Linked DNA regions of Gossypium hirsutum: all the other regions are linked to region 1. The links are chromatin contacts, called in public Hi-C maps. All regions are on one chromosome and are shown on one strand. Each heading gives the region's core, a stretch centred on a gene start, on an enhancer-like site or on the middle of the called end of the contact. The rest is flanking DNA. Distances are from core to core; before and after follow the strand shown. Region 1 holds the start of LOC107913273 (LOB domain-containing protein 38). Region 2 holds the start of LOC107913271. Region 3 holds the start of LOC107913266 (molybdate-anion transporter).

Evidence for each region. A called contact is a pair of places that touch in the nucleus more often than the background predicts.
Region 2: a contact with region 1 is called in a Hi-C map of leaf, with 2.2 times the contacts expected there. The contact joins the promoter of LOC107913271 here to the promoter of LOC107913273 in region 1. A contact is called at or near these places in 7 of 34 Hi-C or Micro-C datasets (callus, hypocotyl, leaf and 1 more).
Region 3: a Hi-C map of leaf shows a contact between it and region 1, with 1.8 times the contacts expected there. The contact joins the promoter of LOC107913266 here to the promoter of LOC107913273 in region 1. A contact is called at or near these places in 4 of 34 Hi-C or Micro-C datasets (hypocotyl and leaf).

What each region holds. Positions count from the first base shown.
Region 1 is chrD11:27,831,735-27,834,434 of Gossypium_hirsutum_v2.1, reverse strand. LOC107913273 (LOB domain-containing protein 38) reads left to right here and starts at 1,277. Exons shown (of 2, transcript XM_016841807.2): 1 at 1,277-1,740; 2 at 1,838-2,700. The coding sequence starts at 1,557. The coding sequence ends at 2,352.
Region 2 is chrD11:27,638,376-27,641,075 of Gossypium_hirsutum_v2.1, reverse strand. LOC107913271 reads left to right here and starts at 1,376. Exons shown (of 2, transcript XM_016841804.2): 1 at 1,376-1,719; 2 at 2,067-2,700. The coding sequence starts at 2,074.
Region 3 is chrD11:27,595,747-27,598,446 of Gossypium_hirsutum_v2.1, reverse strand. LOC107913266 (molybdate-anion transporter) reads left to right here and starts at 1,416. Exons shown (of 9, transcript XM_016841794.2): 1 at 1,416-1,626; 2 at 1,703-1,847; 3 at 1,985-2,081; 4 at 2,267-2,522. The coding sequence starts at 1,416. LOC107913267 (acyl-CoA-binding domain-containing protein 3) reads left to right here. Exons shown (of 5, transcript XM_041103986.1): 3 at 1-18; 4 at 118-164; 5 at 1,223-1,359. The coding sequence ends at 160.

The sequences.
Region 1 (2,700 bases), core at 28-2,527:
TATCTTGATATTCAATCTCAGCCATAACAATTCAATTTAAATAATCACTGAAAACTCACTTCAATACCATATAATGTAAAATGTCATGAATATGCAATAACTAAATTGATCCCGAATCATAGAAATACAAACCGAATTTTCGAGTCACTCATTGACAACTTTCGTTTTTCTTTTCCCTCTCGAAGGTTTTACATCGACGTTGGCTACGTATAATCACAAAACATATAACACATAAATTTTCATTCAATTCACAATCAAATAGAATATCAAGCATATTTTACAATTTATTCAATTTAGTCTTTAAACCTGGGATAAGCATAACCTTCAATCTAAAACTTCAGATTAGAATCTAGTTTCACATATACTCATTAGGAACCTCCTAATTTCTATTCCTACTAAAAATTCATAACATTTTATTCATTTTATTTAATTTGGTCCCTACAAAATTAACAATTAAGTTTTACAATTTAGTCCTTTTCATAAACTAAGCTTAATTTCTATCAATTTCACACTTAATTAATCCAAATCTCAACAATGGAAACTTATCAAAACTTCAACAATTGAACAAATTGATATATGGGCTAGCTAAATCAAGCTCTCATGATTCAGTTTCCGTAAAAATTCAAGAAAAATGGCTAGTGACTTGAAGATGGTGGTCGAATGTTCATGCTACGTTAAAGTTTTTTTTTTCTTTCTAATGGTTTCGATGGCTTAGGGGAGGAAGATGACAACTTCCCACTAAGTGTTTTCTTTATATACTAATATTAATCCTTATTTAATCTTAATTAACCTTAATTTATTCTTTAATTAAACTATTTTTAATTAATAATTTAACCTTAAACCGTTTATATTACCATCCACTAGCTATATGAAAACAATGGTTTAATAGCCATTTTAGTCCATAGGATAATTACTATCTAGATCCCAAAGTCATTTCCTAATTAAAAGTATATAGATGAATTGAAATTCGATTAAGAACGTTTAAGAACCAATTTAAAATAAGAATTACAGTAATTAACTTTAAATTTTTTTATAAATATTAATAATTTGGACTAAAATATAAATTTAATAATTGTAATAAATTTGACCAGATAATTATTTTTAAAAATTTAAATATAAGAAAACTTAAAACTGGGAAGTAGGGGAATCTTATGTAAAAGAGAAAAGAAAATTTTCCAATGGTGGAGCGACAAGCATTCGCGGAAACACGGGGCCGCTCATGCCCAGGACTTTGGAATCTATAACCTCTTCACTTCCCCCCATACCAAGGAACTGTTCCCACACTAAACCCACTACTCCCCACTAACCCAACCCCCTAACTCAACTCAACCCCTGGGTTTACTCTCCCCTGCCCCCCCCCCCTCCCTTTAAAACCCTCCTTCCTCTCTCATTTTTCACCCTTATTCTATCTCTCTTCCATTTCTCCATTGTTAACACCAGCCAGCCACCCTGTCTGCGAAGCCAAGTTTCAGAGAGTACATTGGTTTTCATGCCAAGCCAGGAAAAAGGTAGTACTACATAGTTGTTGAGTTAAGTCTTGAATCTTGAGTCCGATCATGAGTTGCAACGGCTGCCGAGTCTTACGGAAAGGATGCAGTGAGTCTTGTATATTACGTCCTTGTTTGCAATGGATTGAGAGCCCTGAAGCTCAAGGCCACGCCACTGTTTTCGTTGCCAAGTTTTTCGGCCGTGCTGGTCTCATGTCTTTTATTTCAGCCGTTCCTGAATCTCAACGCCCTGGTATGCCCATGCCGTCTATCTTTTCTCTCTTTTTTTCTTCTCTTATTGTTTCTCATACCAAATTCTGACTCCAATTGCTTCTTAATCTTTGGATCAGCTTTATTCCAGTCGCTGTTGTTCGAAGCTTGTGGGAGAACAGTGAACCCTGTGAACGGAGCCGTGGGGCTTTTGTGGAACGGAAACTGGCACGTTTGCCAAGCGGCGGTGGAAACCGTCCTGCGAGGAGGATCTCTACGTTCCATGCCTGAATTCATGGCTCCGACGCCAGCATCCGACGAAGCGTCCGAAGCCACGTGCACGGACATGTGGAAATTGCGGGAGACATCCACGAATCTCAACTCCAACTGTCGATTCTCAAATTCGAGATCCAGGGTTTCACCCAAGCGTAAAAGAGTCGAAGAAGAATTCAAGAAACTACAGCCCTCTGATCTAGATCTTGGCTTGACCCCGAGCTTTTCGGGCAAGCGAGTTACCGATAATCGTCGACCAGGGACTCCTTCTATGAACTCGGAGGAATCTGTGACGACGACGTGCTTCGAAAGTGTTTTTGCAGATCAACAAGGGCAAGGCAGCAGAGGAACTGATAAAAAATTACTTAAGTTGTTTGTTTGAAGAGGAGGGTTTTTTTTCTTTTTGGAATGATCTAGTTTCGATGTAATATTCTTCATTTCTACCACTACCACCAGTTTAGATTATTTTTGGATACTTCTGGGGAGGGGTTTCCCCGGAAATGAATTTTCCGGCGAGTTTGTGTATTACCGGCACATGGGATTTCTCTCTTTTTTTTTACTTTTTTTTGGGATTATTTTTTGGTGTTAAAAGCTGTGAAATTAGAGAGAAAAATGAGAATCTGTCGGTGATCCTTTAAAATCAATTTTATTTGGCTACTATGTAACCCTTCTCTTTTCATGATCTTTGTGTTTAAGTCATGAATGTATGCATGGCATGAATAAATCAGAC
Region 2 (2,700 bases), core at 127-2,626, 190 kb after region 1:
GTTTTAAATGGGCACAATCATGTTTAGGCTCATGTTGGGCCACACAGCTGTGTCACACACTCGTGTGCCACTCCTTCAGGCCGTGTGTGATTTAAAACTCAAAGCCTAGTGGTCACACGGCCTCGGACATGCTCGTGTGCCAAGTCGTGTGTGATTTTCTTTCGCTTCTTTCATGCCCATGTGCGAGGCCATGCGGGGCACAGATCTCACACACGCCCGTGTGACAGGTTGTGTCTCGCACACGGCCGTGTTTATGGCCTGTGTAACTCTCTGACTTGCAATTAAATTTGAAAAATTAATTCCAGTGTTCACGCGGCCTTGGACACAGCCGTGTCGCTAGGTCGTGTGGATCATCTTAGGTCGTGTAACCATCAAAATTGGATTCAAATCTTAACTCTGTATTTGACACATGTAATTGGGGGCCTTTTAAATATCTATTGTACATGATTATGATTATGAATTGAAAATGTTTTGATATTTTCATAATTGTATTTTTTTTTCATATTTTTAATTATTTATATATTTTCATAATTGTATAATTGTATAATTGAAAATGTTCTTATATTGACATTATTTTCATCGTTTATAATGTCTATTGTATGTCTTTTTTTCATATTTTTAATTGTTTAATAACTCACATTAATTGTTTATATATTTTCGAGTATCTTAATTATTATATTATTGTGCAATATAAGAACATTCTTTGGTTTCGAATACTTCACAACAAAAATTATTATGTTGATAGAACATTCTTTTTAGAGAATAATGTTTATAAGCCTTTATTGATAGGTGTCAATGAAACTTATGCCCTTGTTGTTCATGTTCATGATTATGTTGGAAGAGTGAATTAAGTTGGGTAGGGTTAACATGAGGTTAAAAAAATTAAACTTAAGCATGGCCAAAAATTAGTTGAGTCGATTGAATCGGACAGGTTAATCAACTTATGAATATCTCTAGATTAAAATATATTTAGATCATGATTAGAATAAATTTAAACATGATTTATACGTGATGAAATTTAAAACATAATAAAATTTGAAGTAAAAATCTACCCATAATAAAACTCCAAATTTCCAAAACCTAAATCTTACCATTAAGTCAAAGTATTATTAATGAAAATAATTTTTTTAACTCCAAAATAAAATTAAAAATAACACTTTTTTTTACTTAACTGTCTAAAAATTACATCAAATAAATTTTCTTAAATTCCTTATATTTAATAACTTGTTTCTTATTAGATATTGTATTGATTAATAAATAGATAATTTAAAATAAAAATAAAAAGTTAGTTGTTCATGCTGCTTCGATACTGCACTTTTTTTTTTTCTTTTAGTTAAAATATTTTTCGTCAAAATTGGATTTATTGAAAATAGATGGAGCTTTGACCTTTGTTGATAGATATTTTACTTTTCCTCTCGGAAACTGCATTAAATTCGGAAGGCTTAATTCTAAATTACTCAAAAACTGAGACGCTGATTGGACAATCCAACATTCGACCCAAAGCTAACCAGCTTAGCACTTAGCATAGTTTACACTCGTTTTCAAAACGCGCATGTTTCTTTGACCATGATCACTCCAATAGAAGCTTTCAAAGCTTCTTGCCCTAATCTCTTTGCTCTCTACTTTCACAAGCTTCTGATTGATTAATAATGCTTTTCTTTTTTTGCTGCAAATTCAGTTCAACTTCTTTGAATTCAGTTATATAGTTCCTTAATTCAGGTGGGTTTTGCTTTGTTTCTATTTTACATTTTCTTTTTCCGTTGCTTACCATTACTGCTTTACTGTTTCTTTGTTTGAGACTGGTAGTTTCAAATTTTGTAGATTTATCTTTCTGGATTTCTCTTTGATTTGTGGTTTTTGAATGATTTATTAGTTAAATGAAGTTACTTATTCTTAATGCAGTTTTTCATCTGGGTTTTGTTTGTTTTGTTTGAATTTTAGTATTTTTTGGTCCCGTCTTGCTATCTTAGAGGATGACATGGGGGTTTTGGTGGTGGTTTTGATTGATAATTAAGTAGGATTTTTATTTGGAAGTTGATTTTTTTGTTTTTTGGCTGAAATTTTAGATTTTGGATGATAGTGATGAACTTGGAAACTGAAATGCCGGGTCGACGGCATTTTTCTCTAGTAGATACTTTAGCGCTGAAATCTCAGATTGAAAGGAAGATTGGGCCTATAAAAGCTGAGAAGTACTTTAATCTGCTCACTAGATTTTTGAGTCTTAAGATTGGGAAACCCGAGTTTGATAGGCTCTGCATTGGTATAATTGGGAGAGAAAATGTTCGTCTTCATAATCATCTCCTCAGATCGATTATTAGAAATGCTTCTCTTTCGAAGAATCATCCATCAACAGGGAACAAATTGGAAGGTGCTTTAAGTGTTAAAGCGGCGAATGGGTATCAAAGAAGTAATCTTAAGTCAATGTGCAAAGACTTTCCTCAATCCCCTCGTAAGGGAAGGACTACAAATCTCCGTGATCAGAACCATCCAAGTCCTTTAGGGCCTCATGGGAAGAGCCGTGGTACTGTTTGTGAAGATGCAGTTCCGAGAGTTCAAGAACAGCAAAGTGCTACCGAGTTGCTTTCTCTGGGTAGCAGACCACCTATGTCCTTCGAAGAAGGAGAGGAAGTTGATCAAGTTGCAGGAAGCCCAAGCATTCACAGTAGGAGTCCTGTTAGAGCTCCGCTTGGCATATCTTTG
Region 3 (2,700 bases), core at 167-2,666, 240 kb after region 1:
ATCTGTGGATTCCTACAGGTAACTTTCATCTATAATTGGCTCAGACCAATTATTCTTAAACCCAACTTTTCTCGCTCGGCTTACGTTTTTTTTTTCATTGGTGTGCAACTCCTACAGGACTTTTAATGAGGGGACAATGTCTACTGTATACACTTCTTGAAAGGGTATTGCATGTTGATGTTTTATGTTGTATATATTCTTAGTATCAAATTCAATGCTAAACAGTATGGAGGAAATTTCAGCATATGATTCCATACTTTGCTCCCCGGACTCGGGGGTATATGTCGGTCGAATTTTTAAGTTTTTCATATATATTGTACTCATGTCTGAAAATGAAACAGCTTAGGATGATTCATTAAGCCGAATCATCCCAAACAATCAGAAGCTACAAACTGGAACTGGAATGTAGTTATTTAATTTAAAGAGGAGAATTTGTGAATATGTAGACAGGTGGCTTTGAACTTGTCGACACTGTAAAGCTAAACAATATATGCTATCAAAATATTACGCCAAATTTGGGAAATTCAGGCGAACCAAACCAAACCAAATGACTATCAAACATGCAGTCATATCAAGTCCTTATGAAACTTGTGTTCACAAATTCAGGATGACATCTGGTGTTGGTTGGCTCATCATCAACCATCACCCATCTCCCAGCTTCAAACAACCATGGATGAAGAGGGGTTTCTTCAAGATTTTCTGGAACTTCTGCTTAGTTATTATTTCTCACTAAAGAACTAATTCTTTTCAGATCCCAGAGGGCTGATGTTTTGATTCGTTAGATGTTCCTCTGTCAACAATAAAGAATATGTGTTCTGATTCGTATTATTATTATTAGATTGAATCCCTAACTTGCATAACAATTAAAGAGGTAGAGTAGAGTTGCTTGCAAGCAGAGTATAACGATCCAATTTACTTCCATTATGAAGTAAATACATTTAAAATTAAATTTAGATTTATGCAGAAAACGAAATATGTTACACATAACATTAAAAAAAAATACATAATTGGTTTGTTTTATAGATGCATATTGTGTGATTCAACGGCATATAATCAAAATAAGTTGATAAGTTTTGTTTATGAATTTTGGATCCAATATATCCGTATTTTGCATAAATTTAGATAAAATTTAAAAGCAATAATTTGAATATCTCCTATGTTTTACAAAATAAAATTAATATTTAATATTTTTTACATTAACACCTTTTTGTTTCGAAAACAGGCGGCCCATCTTCGCTGCTTTAATATTTGAGGCTGAAAATATTATTTATGACATCAAAACGAACCGTTTTATAGCATCCTCTGGAACGGTAAAACGGCGCGTATTTCAAACTCCAGAAGATCCAACCTCCGCTTCCTTTCTCACTTGTCACTTTTCTCCGATCCGATCTAGGGTTTGTCCGTCGGAGATCGAAATGGGCGTTGTAATCGAAAGCTCCGTTTGGGTACCTAGTTCTTCCGTCTACATCTTCATTTTCCTTTCTTGTTTCTTCTCACTTTCTCTCTTCCCTTTCTACCTTTCCAAGCACGCCCCTACTAAATCACCTCCTTTCTACGACCACCCAACCTTCGCCTCTTCTCTCCGCTTCCAACGTTACTTTCTCCTTCTCTATTCCCTCGCCTCAGGTAAAATTTTTTTTCTTTTTTTCTGAATTGAAAGGGAAAAAAAGTTTATCTGATTTCTACATAATCGTTTTCGCAGTGTTGGAAGGATTATGGTCTGTGTACGGAGAGTTTGAGCTGGTTTACTATGGAATTACCAAGGAAGATACAGTGACGTTTATGCTTGTTGGATTTGGAGCTGCTCTTTTTGTCGGTAGTTTCTTAGGCCTTCTCTCTGATTTAATGTGAGTAAAACTTAATCTTTCCATGTTTCTATTGCCTTTTTTTTCAGTGAATTAACCCAATTTATTTATGAATCGTTGGGTGATATAGATTCTGAAAGTTTTGATTATTTTTTCTTTATTTTTTGTTATTCATGTAGAGGTCGAAAGAAATCTTGTTTGGTGTTTTATATCTTTCACCTTGTTGTTGGGATATGGAAGAGGATTACATCAAGTCCTAGCTTTTGGGTAGCAAATGTGTGTTTATCTTTGGCAACATCAATATTTTCCTTCAGTTTCGAGACATGGGCTGTTGTTGAACATGACAAGGTTGGTGCAAAGATACTTTCAGTTCTCTCTGTTGATACATTCCTCGGTTTGCAATCCAAAAGCGACAAGTTTGAACATAATGGTATCAACTTTCTTTGGGTTTTTTTCTCCAGGGTCATAGGCAAGATCTTTTGAATGAAACATTTTGGTTGATGACTTTTTTCGAGTCTGCGGCTTTGATTGGAAGTCAGGTGATGAGCAATTGGATGGTGGGTGGTAATTTGGAGAAAGAAATTGCATGTCCTTCCACTGCAGCTATTCTTACGGCAATAGTAGGCATTATCTGTATTTCCAGAGTTTATGGTGGGAGTCCTCAGACAGTGACCTTTAAGGAATATAAAGTGTCCTTTTACTCATATATCCTTTGTGGTAAGAATTTTCTAGTTCCATTAATTGTTTTTAATTTGTTCAGGGAAGCATTCTTGTAACATTGAACATTTTAATATGGCAATTTTAGCAGCCATTTGAAATTAGCTTGATTTGTTACTAAACACTATGAATTATAGTATTAAATGTGTTTCCCATGATTAAATACACGAAACTGTTT